4 separate regions of the Gossypium hirsutum genome follow, and all the other regions are linked to region 4. The links are chromatin contacts, called in public Hi-C maps. All regions are on one chromosome and are shown on one strand. Each heading gives the region's core, a stretch centred on a gene start, on an enhancer-like site or on the middle of the called end of the contact. The rest is flanking DNA. Distances are from core to core; before and after follow the strand shown.

What was found. A called contact is a pair of places that touch in the nucleus more often than the background predicts.
Region 1: a Hi-C map of leaf shows a contact between it and region 4, with 5 times the contacts expected there. The contact joins the enhancer-like site here to the promoter of LOC107961637 in region 4. A contact is called at or near these places in 4 of 34 Hi-C or Micro-C datasets (all in leaf).
Region 2: a contact with region 4 is called in a Hi-C map of leaf, with 2.2 times the contacts expected there. The contact joins the enhancer-like site here to the promoter of LOC107961637 in region 4. A contact is called at or near these places in 16 of 34 Hi-C or Micro-C datasets (anther, callus, hypocotyl and 3 more).
Region 3: a contact with region 4 is called in a Hi-C map of leaf, with 2.3 times the contacts expected there. The contact joins the promoter of LOC107951092 here to the promoter of LOC107961637 in region 4. A contact is called at or near these places in 4 of 34 Hi-C or Micro-C datasets (leaf and petal).

What each region holds. Positions count from the first base shown.
Region 1 is chrA06:21,252,346-21,255,741 of Gossypium_hirsutum_v2.1, reverse strand. No RefSeq gene overlaps it. Among protein-coding and RNA genes, the nearest start is that of LOC107951092, 26 kb to the right of the region's middle. Within about 2 kb of position 2,146, at least 3 of the 9 cell types and tissues checked have an H3K27ac peak or open chromatin away from gene starts, as enhancers often do. A contact at or near this core is called in leaf, where this site is marked.
Region 2 is chrA06:21,179,585-21,182,723 of Gossypium_hirsutum_v2.1, reverse strand. No RefSeq gene overlaps it. Among protein-coding and RNA genes, the nearest start is that of LOC107951092, 47 kb to the left of the region's middle. Within about 2 kb of position 1,858, at least 2 of the 9 cell types and tissues checked have an H3K27ac peak or open chromatin away from gene starts, as enhancers often do. A contact at or near this core is called in hypocotyl and leaf, where this site is marked.
Region 3 is chrA06:21,226,714-21,229,849 of Gossypium_hirsutum_v2.1, reverse strand. It overlaps LOC107951092 (protein TIFY 10A), which reads right to left and starts at 1,789. Exons shown (of 5, transcript XR_001698316.2): 1 at 1,316-1,789; 2 at 364-831; 3 at 221-278.
Region 4 is chrA06:21,542,286-21,545,650 of Gossypium_hirsutum_v2.1, reverse strand. LOC107961637 (20 kDa chaperonin, chloroplastic) reads left to right here and starts at 2,003. Exons shown (of 10, transcript XM_041115858.1): 1 at 2,003-2,285; 2 at 2,656-2,911; 3 at 2,994-3,353.

The DNA.
Region 1 (3,396 bases), core at 897-3,396, 290 kb after region 4:
AAAATCATCTATAATTGCTAGGAACCATGGTTAGCTTTCATTTTTTTCTCCTACAAATGGTCAAATGGCACGCATGAAACAATGACAAAGATTGCTTCATAAAGATTACAAATCTTTGGTCGTTGCTTGGCAAACTGCTTATCGTCGAAAATGCAGCATATGAGGTGGGATGAGACGGATAAATAACTTCAAGAAGAAAATTTAAATGGTTAGAATTTAAAATTGCATGTTGTTTGGAGGCAAATATGAGGAAAAAAAAGTTTGACTACAGGTTTGATTGATAGGTAGAAAATAAAAATTAGATTTTTTAGGTTAGTTTTGGCCTTCAGCAGAATGGATTTGAATAGTGGATTTAAAATATTTTTATTTGGGTTAATTACTTATATTAAAAATTTGTATCTATAAAATATAAAAATTCATATTAAATATACATATATAATCGGTCTAAACTTGGTTTAAGCTTCAAAATTTCTGTTCAAGGCTTTATTATGTTTTTGTTTAAGTTTGTTTTTCGAGTTTTATCTACTTATCCAAACCCTCTTTATTTCGAGTGGTCTTTTGAACTTAAACGATTAACCCAACCCTTGGACAACTCTAAAACGGGTGTATTCCTACCATCAGCATGCTCAATCAAATCTTAAACTGCAATGCCTTCCCCCAATTCTAGCTGTTACTCGTAGGGATAGAGGTATTATTCCAAACAATATTTCAAGTTATGTTTAGTATAAGTGTTATTTATTCACTAGTATAATTGATAAATATGACTTATTTTGGAAAAAGAAAATTTCTTTAACTTATTTTGAAGAGGCATTCTTTTATAAAAGTTTTTTCTCGTCATTTTAGTTTTAAGTTCAAATTTGTACTAATTATTTTTTATTTTATGTTTAATATTGTAATATATATTAAATAAGTTTTCTTTCTCCTATTATTATAGTAGTAACCAAATATAGTATCATATATAATTTATTAAAAAATCATTTTTATCGTGTTGATTTAAAATGACCAACAGTTTTCAAAACCTTTCACGATTAAAAAAGATACGTATAATCATTCTTACTAAAAAAAATTAGATCATTACTTGATAATATGTATCGTATTGGTGTTCATACAGTGGCAAAACAAATACGGAAAATGACACATGAATTGTGTAAGAACTGGTCTCTCACATGAAACTCAATCCACTTAACCCCTCAGAATTTCAAACCGATACTTATCTGTTGGGCCACTCTAATTTGCCTTTTCTGCAAGTTATTTGTATACCCAACTTCTTTGGTAATATATTAGATTCAAGGTTTGAAGTTTTTTTTTTTTCAATTTTTCATATTAGTTTTACAGTTGATATTTAGGTTTGTTGTTGTCTCTTTTAATTTGTATTCTCGTTATGGGAGTGTAATGTTTCTTACCATTACATTCAACCACTTATTGGCAAAGTTAACGCTACAGTAACTATTAGTATATTACATTAATAAGTATTGAGTGCAGTAGTAAAATATATTGTATTTTTAAAAAGAAAATTCAAATTCAAACACTGAAAAAGACATTTTTGAAAAAGATAACTACGAACCCAAAATAATTAATTTTCATGGAATGTAAAATAAACATGTAGGATACCTTAATCATACGAAAAAAAAACCATTAGTCTATCACTTAAAAGCAAATGAGTTTTGTTATTTGTACGTAATTATACTCCTTAAAGTTTTGAGTTTTAATGTTGTGAGCAAAAAAAATAACATGAAGAACCTTACTTTTGTTTAAGACTCTAATTCGGTTTCAAATTTAATTAGAGTCTAATATAATTATTTGATATTGAAAAAAAAACTGGACAAAAGTTAATAATCTCAATATTTGACTATTAATTGTCTCTAGTTTTTTATTTTCAAGTGAAGAGTATTTGGACTTTAATTCAGAAAAAAGGTAGGTTATGATTGTGAAGAAAGAAATATAAGAACAAAATTCAACCCCTTGTTTCCCCTTATTTATGCTCACAGATCAGCCCTTTCGGAAGAAGAAAAGCATGAGAATTACCAAATGCCAATTATTATTGTTGAAATAAAACTAGTTTTCATAAAATTACAATTACGCACCTGTTTGGAGTTTGGACCACCCACCTAATTTTCCTGAATTTTTTATTTATTTATTTTGGGTAAAAACACCTGGCTGATAAGATGCCAAGTATATGTGAATAGAAAAGTAGGCAAACCACACGAAGCAAAGCAAACGCGTGATAATTAATTATATTATAAACTAATATATATTTAATATAGTTTTATATTATTTCATAATTTTTATATTTTTCTAATTCAACTATTGAATTCAATGTTTAATCTATGTAAATCATGCATATAAAGTTTAAAATAAACAAAATCTTTTAATTTTTTATTTTATGTAAAAAATTTAACTATTATATATATATTAATATAGATAACATTTTAGGTTAAAATGATAGAAATCTCGGATTGATTTGAAATTTTACATTTATAGCAAGTACAATTATATTAAATTTGAATTGTTAAAATATCAACCGTAAAAAAAAGTTATGAATGAGTGTAAAATCATATTAGTTTTATATTAGTGCAAATGGTTGAGTAGTAAAGTATTTGATGTGTGTGATAATTAATTAAAAATACTATTGAGGGAGTAATATTTTTATGTTCGAGTTTAAAGATTTGATTCGACTCAATTTTAGATTTAGTTAAAGTTTAAAATGATTTTAGAATGTCTAAAATTAAAAAAAAAGATAAAATATGCTTCCATTCTTTTTACTTTACAAAAAGTAAGAAGTTAATCCAAACAAAATTATCAAAATCAAAATCAAAATCAAAATTAAAAAGTTAATACTAACAATTTTTTTGTTTAAATAATTGAGCAATAGTTTATATGAGAAATGCAGGGCATGAGAAAATGGGTTGGGCATTTTTTATGAAGAGACGAATCATGTGGTTAATCAATCGGAGAGCATTGTAGCAATGGGAAGACTAGGCTTGACTGCTTTCACCTCTCCCCCTAGGCCCTATAGATTGAAAGCCATGGGAGCTACCTGTGGGCGGTTCTGCTTAGAATAGACTTGCAGTTTGTTTTAGGGCTTTGTCCTCTTTTGTAAAAAATATATAAAAATAAAATAAAAGATAAATAAAAGTCAGAAGTCTTTTTGTTTGCGATTAACATCAACTATCAAAATCTAATTTTGATAAATTAAAATAGAGGAATTAATTTTTTAATTTTTATAAAGTATAATACATTAATCACAAAAAAAAATGTATAAAAGGATTAATGTACATTATAGTCCTAAACTTAACAATTAATACTTACTTGATATTTAAATTTTTTTTGGACCTAATTGATACCTAAATTTGAATTTTATTAATCTAGTGGGTACTTCTTTTAAGTACTTGAGTA
Region 2 (3,139 bases), core at 609-3,108, 360 kb after region 4:
CATTAAACGATTACAAAAGTAATCAGGAAATGAAAAAACCTATAATATCCTTCTGAATTAGCTCCCGCACAAAATGTGGGGAGTTCTATAAACACCTCGATACCTGTGAAACATGTGGCAACATGCTTGGCCATGAAATTCGTAACTGCGTTATGAGCTTTAGGAATATGATGGATACAGATCCTCTAATTTCTTTGTATTAGATTATGGATAGCTCGTAGTTCCATAAAATGACTATCAATAACTTCTCTAGCCAAAATTATTTCCACCAAAAGGGCATTATCACATTCAACTTCAACCTGGTGAAATCCCTTATCCTATAATAAACATAACCTTTCTAATATTAACCTCGCTTTAATCATGAACACTTCGTCCTTCCCTAATACCATTAAATAGCCACATAACCAATTTCTATCAGCATCTCTAATGACTCCCCCAATTGCAGTTGAGTAAAAATTAATCGAAACTGCACCATCTGTATGGAGCTTAACCCAAACTTTTTTTGGAGCTGGCCATTACATAGAGGTAACCATAGGTCTCGCATGAAATCTAGGCACCGATGGTGGAGAGTAACTTTCGTCCAACTGATACTTGTATCTACCACATCTTGGATGGAGCTTTGACTACTAAAAAACAAACATATTCCTATTTTTCCATAGTAACCAGCACACTATGGGAAATAAAATTTGTCAATCTACCTTATGACTACTACAATCCCCTATGTTCTGCAAGTTACATACAATCCATTCATCAAGTGGTAATGATACAAACAATTCTTGTTCCTGAGGTGGTATAATTGAGCTCCAAACTGCCCGTGAAAAGGAATAATCCTTAACAACATGTAACTCAAGCAGTGGCCCTCACAAGCCGTATGTCTCCTAACTCTCTCTTCATTAGTTAACAATATGTTCTTCCACAGTAACCAAATCAACTTCCAAACATTAGAACTATTAGCCGAACCAAAGTGATGCATACCTCTATAGGTTTCCGCATGGAAAAAGAACTTCTAGTCGTCCATCTATATGACAACCAATCATTCCCCGCATCTAGTGAAGGCAACAACACCAAAGCTATTTGCATAACAATTGGGTCCGATACGAAACTTCTAAGACGACTCCAATCCTAATGCATAAAAACAAATTCTTCCAAGCTGGGAAGATACGAGGAAAGAAAGAGAGAGGGGTTTATATATTAGTTCAAAATTATGCATTTTTCGAAAGTTTCATTTTGTTTTTCAACTTATCAAGAAATGGATGGAAAGAAAATTAATTTTTTTTTCAAATTTTCCATATTTTCTACCAAGCACACTCATGAAAATATTTTTTTTTCTATCTTTCTATTTTTCTACCTCTTCAATTTTCCATCTTTCTATTTTTTCCATTCTACCGAACAAAACCATAATCTTCATACTTGGCAACTTTTTCTAGTTTGATCTTTTAAATATATTTGTCTAAATTATTTTTTGAACTTGAATTTTGTACAATTTAATGTTTGAAAATAGAGGACCGATGGGAAGCTGCACGTGGACATATTTGTCAAAAAAATATACATTTAATTTAATTAATATATTTTATTTAATAAATAAATGCATTTACTAAAAATTACTTAATCAACTTTTAATTTCATTTTAAAACCCAAAACATCCTTATGAATTCCACCATTCTCTTTTGTTCTTTCAACATTAAAAAAAAGAAGTTAATAGTCCTTTTTGTCTTCTTCAACCGATTTTTAAGGTTGGTTTTAGCAAGACAGCAGAGGGACTGTCGGCTGGGGCTGAAGCTGATGGCCTGATGGGTGTGGGGGCTGGGGTGGGTGGGTCACGGGTAGGTTTAGATTTTTTGTTTTTATTGTTTAATTATTTTTCTTTTATTTTTCTTTTATCCTTTTTCCACTTGGGCTGAATTTTTTAAACAGAAGTTAGAGCTTTTGTATTGTTGGGCCTTTTTTAGCTCAACCCAACCTCAAGGAGCCCAAAATTTCCAAAAACCGGTCTGATTGGTTTTTCGATTCCTGGTTCAAACAGGCTTTTGCTATTGTTTGGATCGGTTACCCAGCTGATTCTGAATTCAATCGGCTGGTCAAATTTAATTCTCAAAACACCTTGCATACTTATAATTTTAAAAAATAAATCATGATTTTTTTAGTTTTTTTAATAATTTCCCGAGTTCAATCTTTGGGGTTTTTTAATGATTTTTTTAGTTTTGTTATATTTTTTAAATAATTGAAGTGAAAATTTAATTTTCCTTGATATGTGGTAGCAAGTGATTAGTTAGTTTGAAATATTTTAATGAAAATTTAAGTTGGGTAAGTAAGATTATAAAATGAAAATATAGATGCCAAACTAATAAAAAAAATAAAGTACACAGATAAAAAATAGTATTGACATCAAAGAGAGAATTTAATTATAATACTAGGGTGAAAGAGGTTGGTCTCATGCATTTGCTTGGTCCAAAAACCTAGAGAATGATTTCATGTTGTACTAAAAACGTTTTCGAAGTTTTGAAATTATGGTATTTTTTTAAGTTGAGCAAATGTTTTGTTAATATAGTATCTGTGACGATGGTTTATCTAGGTAAGGGGGTATTTCAAAATATTTTAATGTGGTATTTTTATTTTCAAAATGTCTATTATAATACTTACTTTTGTATTGTTTATTAATGTAATACTTCTGACTAATGGTATTAATTTTTGACGTTTTAATACATATAACTCATTAAAATGAATCCATGTGCTCTAAGCGGTATTGGTAATCAAGAAAATTCTGTATATCACTATTAACTTGATGGCAACTATTATAGTTAAAAAAAAAAATTTACCCAGGATTACTTAGTACATTGAAATCCCCTCCTATAAGCCAACAGTTTTTTTTTTCAATCCTCCCTTGTAAAGCACCAATTTCATCCCACAGCAGCTTCCTTTTAGCACTATTATTGCTTTTATAAATAACTATCAAAAACAAATGTTGACCGTCATTGGTAGCATAACAAGTTAGAAGCTGATCAATAAAACCAAATGCATCAATTTGTGAATTACCCCTCCATAGTAAGCAAATCCTTCCATTTATAGTATGACCATGATTATGCAAAAACTTCCTTTCTACTAAAGCTTGGGTATTGTGCTTTCACCTCTAGTTTTCAAA
Region 3 (3,136 bases), core at 540-3,039, 320 kb after region 4:
CTCAAATCCTAAAGTCACCAAGATGTAACACTCACACCCTCCCCCCTTTTTTCTATCAAATTTTCTAATATGACTATGAAAAGAATAAAAGAATAGTAGGATACATGAATCAAAACAATCAAGGACACAAAAATTGACTCAAATCACTAGGTCAAAACAAATTACAAAAGGTTTTCTCTCAAAGTATAATTTTTCCATTATTTGATCTCTAGATGCCTACCTATCCTTTCTCTTCTCAAGGAACCGGTGGAGTGAAGCTCTCCTTGCAATTGGTAGATCTGCAAAAAATAGACACCAACTAATAAGAACCCTGAATACAACATGAAAATACCAAACCATAATTCCATCTTCAATAAGGCTTACCGCCGGGAATGGATCGCTGAGCAGATCGTATGCATTCTTGAGTTACCGTGGTGCTGAAATTAGGGGTAGGAGGAACCCCGATACCGGACTCAATTGGACTTGTTGCTATGGTAGAAGTAAAGGGGGCATTGATGTGGGGAGGATTGGTGTTGAAGCTATTGCTTTGAGAGCTGCCTTTGCCAGCTAAAAGCATGATCTCCTTAGCTTTGTCGGCCGGGAAATCGTTGAACACAATCACTTGTCCACCATAAAAGATGGTCATCTGTGCAGTTTGAGGCTCCACTGAAGAACCCAATTTGTTCATGGTGCTTTTCAGAGCATCATCTTTAGGTGATGAAAAAGCAGCTTGATTAGGGAACAAATCCATGGATCTCAGTTTCCGAGGAGGAGGCGCCGCAAGGCAATCATCACCGGATTTCTCATTGACAGGAAACAAATTCATGGTGGGACGCAGCATCTCGGGAGTCTCTGCAACATATCCATAAATAAAACGATACATTAGGCGTTTATGTTTCTGAAACTACCTTCTTTACTAGTTGTATGCTTTCATAATAGAATTACTGGGGCTATTTATAATGGAAAAAGAATAGGGCATTTTAGCAACAGAATATAAAATTGAGGGGATAAATATCGCAATAGAGTTTTGTTGCAAACATGATGATTCAAATCCCCTATACGCACATGGTTAATTTCTTTTCCTGGACTATTTTCAGGGGAGACCGAGAGAATAAAGGCCATGTTTTTTTGACTGTTTTGAACAATAAAATATGAATATGTCAATTTGTAATTTCTGATTTTCAGATCTGAATATTAAAACCATTTTTTTATTTTTTTATTTAAAAAAAAAGAGAGATTAGAGCTTGAAGATTGATTCAATTAAACCGCTTTAAAACGGGCAATTAATCCAAAACTAAAAAATTTAACCCAAAAAACAAAGAACTAAAGAACATACCATTAGCTTCATCGTTGCATGTCATACCCAGACTTAGATCTCCAAAGCTACCTTTCTCCTTCAAGTACTGACTCAACAAGTTACAAGTTTGGGTAAAGCTTGTCTTCTCCGGTGACCTCGTCGGTTTCTGAACCAAAAATTCCGGTGAACACGACATATTCATAGAAACCAGAATCCCAGCTATTTACCCCTTCTGCTCTTTTTTTTTTGGGGGGGGGGGTGGGGTGGGGTGGGGTTCTTTTCTCAGAGAATGATCTTTAAAACTTTACTTACAGCTAAACTAAGGATATGTTCGAAAATTATGATGTTAGGCTAAGCAAAGAGATTTTATTTATAAAAGAGGAAAGAAACTGGCTTTGTTTTTAATCTCAGAAAAAAACAAAGCTCGTAGAGGAAGGTGGGTTAAAAAGCACGAGGAATAAATGAGGTTTTTTTCTAAGCTTGAAAAAAGAAAAAAAGAGATTTTGGGGTGCAGCCCTACAGGTTCCTAACTCGTGAGGGGTGCTTCACTATTATATCGTCTCGTCTCCTTTGATTGGGATTTTCAACACGTGTTCTTTTGTTTTTTATTTTCTGTATCTGTGTCGACGGCGATGTTTTATCAGTTTATTTTTTTATATTTCAATATTGATAAAAGTATCTTCGAAATTCCTTGATTATGGAGATTTAATTAAATTATTATTAAAACAATTATAACTCATTTCACTTGAATTAAAAAAAAATAAAATATGGGGCTATTTTTGTTTACCCAATTACTTTTTTTTTATTAAACACTAGGAATTATAAAGTTGCATATTTGGAGCATATAAATTCTAAATTTCATACCAACTTTGACAGCAAAACTCAATTAGTCTTTGAGATTAGGTTGAAAATAATTTTTTTTTGTCATAACTGGTGTCTAAGTTTTTTTTTCTCTTTGATATTTTGTTTGTTTAACCTTAATTAAAAATGGTTGTATGACAAAAATATTATTATTTATATATTTATAATATATTTTCCTTCCTTTTTCCTCTCATTTTAGATGTTTTATACAAATAAAAATATTTTGAACTTTATGATTTTGATTAAAGTTTTCAAAAGTTTATTAGTGCAGTCAATGTACGGAGCCACACCCAAAGTCATCGTAGGAAACATCATATTTTTATAAGTAATTAAATTTTAATATTATTTTTATAAAGAAACGATAGAATATTTTCCTGAAAACCTCTAGCATTTACTTTTTACTTAAATAAGCACAAAGGTAGTTGGCAAAAAATAAAAAAGCAAAAGAGTAAACGTTATTTCCTCAAAATAAAAAAAAATAAATTGAATTCAGAGTGAGAGGTGTCTGATTTTTTTTGGTTAGAAAAATTGAAAGTTTGATTTTACTGATGAGTAGTTTTCTCAAGTTACAATTTACTTAATTATAAGCATTAAGTTAAACATAAAAATTTAAACAGATGTTTAAAGTGAAAAAAGGGTAGTTTTGTAAAACAAGTCAGCTTAAATATAAAAATTTAAAATGAGTGCATAATCCTCATTTTCTGTGGGCGCCACAAACACCGCCTTCTCTTCTCTTGCCTTCCTTGAATCTCAAAAGAGGCAACCGCACGTTGCTTTCTCCAATAATAATTGCACATGTGCCAATCCACATGCCCCTTTCCCCAATAGGAGCCTGCAAACTTTGGATGCCTCCTGCGCCAAATATCCCTACACCATTTTTATTCTTATTTACATTAATTTACTATTAGTATATTTAAGTTTTGAGCACTTAATTTTAAAATAATTATAAAATAGTCATTAGATTATTTAAAATTTTCATTTCAGTCACCAAACTGTTAA
Region 4 (3,365 bases), core at 754-3,253:
TACTAGCATAAAACTATAACAAGAACTTTGACCTGGCGGTGTCTAGGCTCATGGACATCCCATAATATATGTTTCAATGACACCAATCCCGCCACCTTTTACTTTCATAATGAGATCAGGCCACATATGTTTTAATGTCAATAGTTAGCCATTTGCAGAGTCTTTAAACAAATATATATAAATATATATATGTTTATACTAAACATGCTCAGTGCTGCGAGGATAGTGAATGGAAGCAACATTCATAATCTTTCGTTCTTGATCAATGATAATGGCATTAGCATCATATTCAACCTTGACTGCTGAGCATAAACTCGACAAAGCTAAGGCAACCAAGAGAAAAAAACTGTAAAAAATACAACATCGGTAAAACCACGGGCAGAGGAGAAGAAAATTCACTATGTCAAATTCGAATTAATACAAGAGTAATAGACTATGTCTAATTATAGGCTTTGTAAAGTCATATTCTAATAAGAGTGTAGTAAGAAAAGAAGTGTAGTTCTATATGAATTTTATTTATTCAAGTCACTTAATTCTAACAGAAACTTAATCAAATTTTTTGACAGTTTTTTATCATAAAAGAACACTTTTTTTCCTGACACGAATTATTAAGACATATCAAGGACCTATTTATTTTGCAGCAAGAATAACAAAAAAGTAGAAACTTTTTTATGTTTTTCATTGGGAAGCCTATGGCTTAAATTCATCTAAGCTGAGCTTCGATATATTTATAAGCGACCCCATCAAATAAAACACTTACCAATTATTGGCATCAAAAGGATCTCATTATTCTGCAATTTTTTCTATATTTAGGCATATGCTAATCCTTTTGTGAGTATAATTCCGATGGCATTTTTAATTACAGGCATGTCAGTATGAATGTGTTCCTATGGACAACCATAGAGTTCAATCGTCTAACAGGAGCCAAAACAAATTAGTAAACTTCATCAATAGTAAAACTCAATTCTTTTTTTCAATCCAAGTTATTCTTCAAAAAGGTATCACAACTTACGGTATTATTAACCTTGCAAACCCAAAGAAAGTAAATACATTCCATTTCCCATTATGTTTCCTCAATCTACTTGACTTAATATACACATAATATGTTTTTATTTATTTTAGGCTTCATTCATTTTAGCTCCTAAAGTATACTTGTTTTCTCGTTTTAATCCTTATTTTTTTCCCTCAATTTTATACCTTAAAAACACTTGAATTTTCAATTTAATACCTAAAATATACCTTCGTGATATTTTTTTAATCCAATTTTTCTCATAGCCAATTAAAAAAATACCACGAGGTGCCTTTATATACAAAAATAACTATTTTCTTTATTAATTGTATATACACATTAAAAATGTAAAAATGGAAATAAATATATAAAAGTTTAGAATATATATATATATAATCTAGAAAAAAACATATGAATTATAAAATTTATAAAAAAATTAAAAATTTGAAAAGAAATCAGTGGAAATTAATAATATTATTGAAAAAATTTAAAGAAAATTTTAAAAAAAAGTTTAAAGTACACTGGTGAATGATGATTCTTTTTGTGACAAATGATGTTCTTTTTTGCGCCACACATCAATATTTTTTGTGAAGTATACTCTTTTTTCGTTATAATTATGGACCGCTTTTTATGCATTTCAGTACCTATGGTTGTGCTTTTAACTTTGAAAACAATTACTAAATATTCATCTATTGTTGATTTAGCATTAGTTTGATTGATATGAATATTAATGTCAATATAGAAAAATATGAGTTTGAGTGCGTTAAAATGCATTATTTTTTTATTTATGGATTTAAGAGGGACTATACTTTTAAAAAAAAATTCAATTGGATTAATGAATTCAAATCTTAAACAAAAAAATATCCCATATGTTGGATTCGGTTAACTCTAGCTAAGTAGGCCTAAGAAAACAAATAACAAAAACTGGCCGCCATCAGATTGGCCCATAAATTCAAAAATAAAAACTGAACTGAAATAATAAACCTATATCTATACTCCAGTCGTCGGGTACAGCTGGCCATCATAATGATACTGCCAATTCATATCCCCGAGACAGCTGTAAAGCGAAGCAGATCTTCTGAAAAAAATCTTTTGCTTATCTACTTTATTTCCAAAACAGAACCATTTGCTTTTCTTCCATTTCAAAAGTCACAAACTCTTCTTTTCCTCTTTCATTCCGATGGTCTTAGTCGTTTCTTCTTCTCTTTTAATTTGAAAGTTCCCGGAAATTTTTCTCTATTTCTCTTCTAATCGATTGTGGAATCCCTCCCTCTAGGTATTGTTCCTTGCCATTCTTGAGTGCTGCTTTTGCTAATAGATGAGCGCATGTATTTTTTGTCCTTGGGATGAAATGGGATCTGATTTCTTGGAAATGTGTCTTTAGACTTTGAATGTCACCGATAATTGCTCCGATATTTGATCTGTCACGATCTGCACTTTGACATTTTGTTATTATCGTTCTCGAGTCTCCTAGTATGTCCAGAGTATGAAAACCCATATGAATCCCTAATTTTTTTGCTTGAAATCCTACATGTGCTTCCACCCAAACGGAGATGCAACGTTGAAATGAAGAGTTGATTTTAATGCTATGATTCTACCCCCTCATCTTTAACAACTAGGTTTGATGTAGATCTAAAATTTTGTAGGTCAAAAGCCGCATCAAAATAGATAGCCACCTTCGCCCTCTACATGTTCTGTATGGGTCTCGTTTTTGCTTCCAAGATAAGTACTTTGTCCTCTATACCATCCAACTCTGAAATGTAACTGGTAACTTGTTTTGAGATATCTTGACTGGTGCTTGATTTGCCTTCATAGATTAACTTGTTTCTATTTGTCCATATTAACCAGAGTCCGCAACAAAAGATTCTACATTGCTCATTCGTCCCTTGATTGAAAACCAAAGTAAGCCAAGTCCAAAAATCTGGATTGCTATTATTAAGAACCCATGAGAAGTTTAAATGTCTCCACACTTCCTTCGTTGTAGGGTACAATCAGAAGACATGGTTACTGTCTCCTTCACCTTGATGGCATCTAATACACTGATCCTCAACCATTACTCTTCTCATCTTCAGATTAGAAAAAAGTGGGGATGTAATTCCACAAAATTTTCCACATTGTAATTTTGAATTTCGAAGGCATGTATAGGTTCCGCAATTTCTTGTAAAAATTTTTAGTATCGGCCTGTATATAATTACTAGGATTCAATGTAGTATCCTGTAATAGTTTATAGGCACTTCTTACTGAGCAGTTTCTAAATGACTCCCCTCTCCACACCTGAAAGTCTTCATGAGTGGACTTTGCTAACAAAATTTGTAGTATTTTCCTAGCAATATCCGTATGAAAGGTATGGACAATC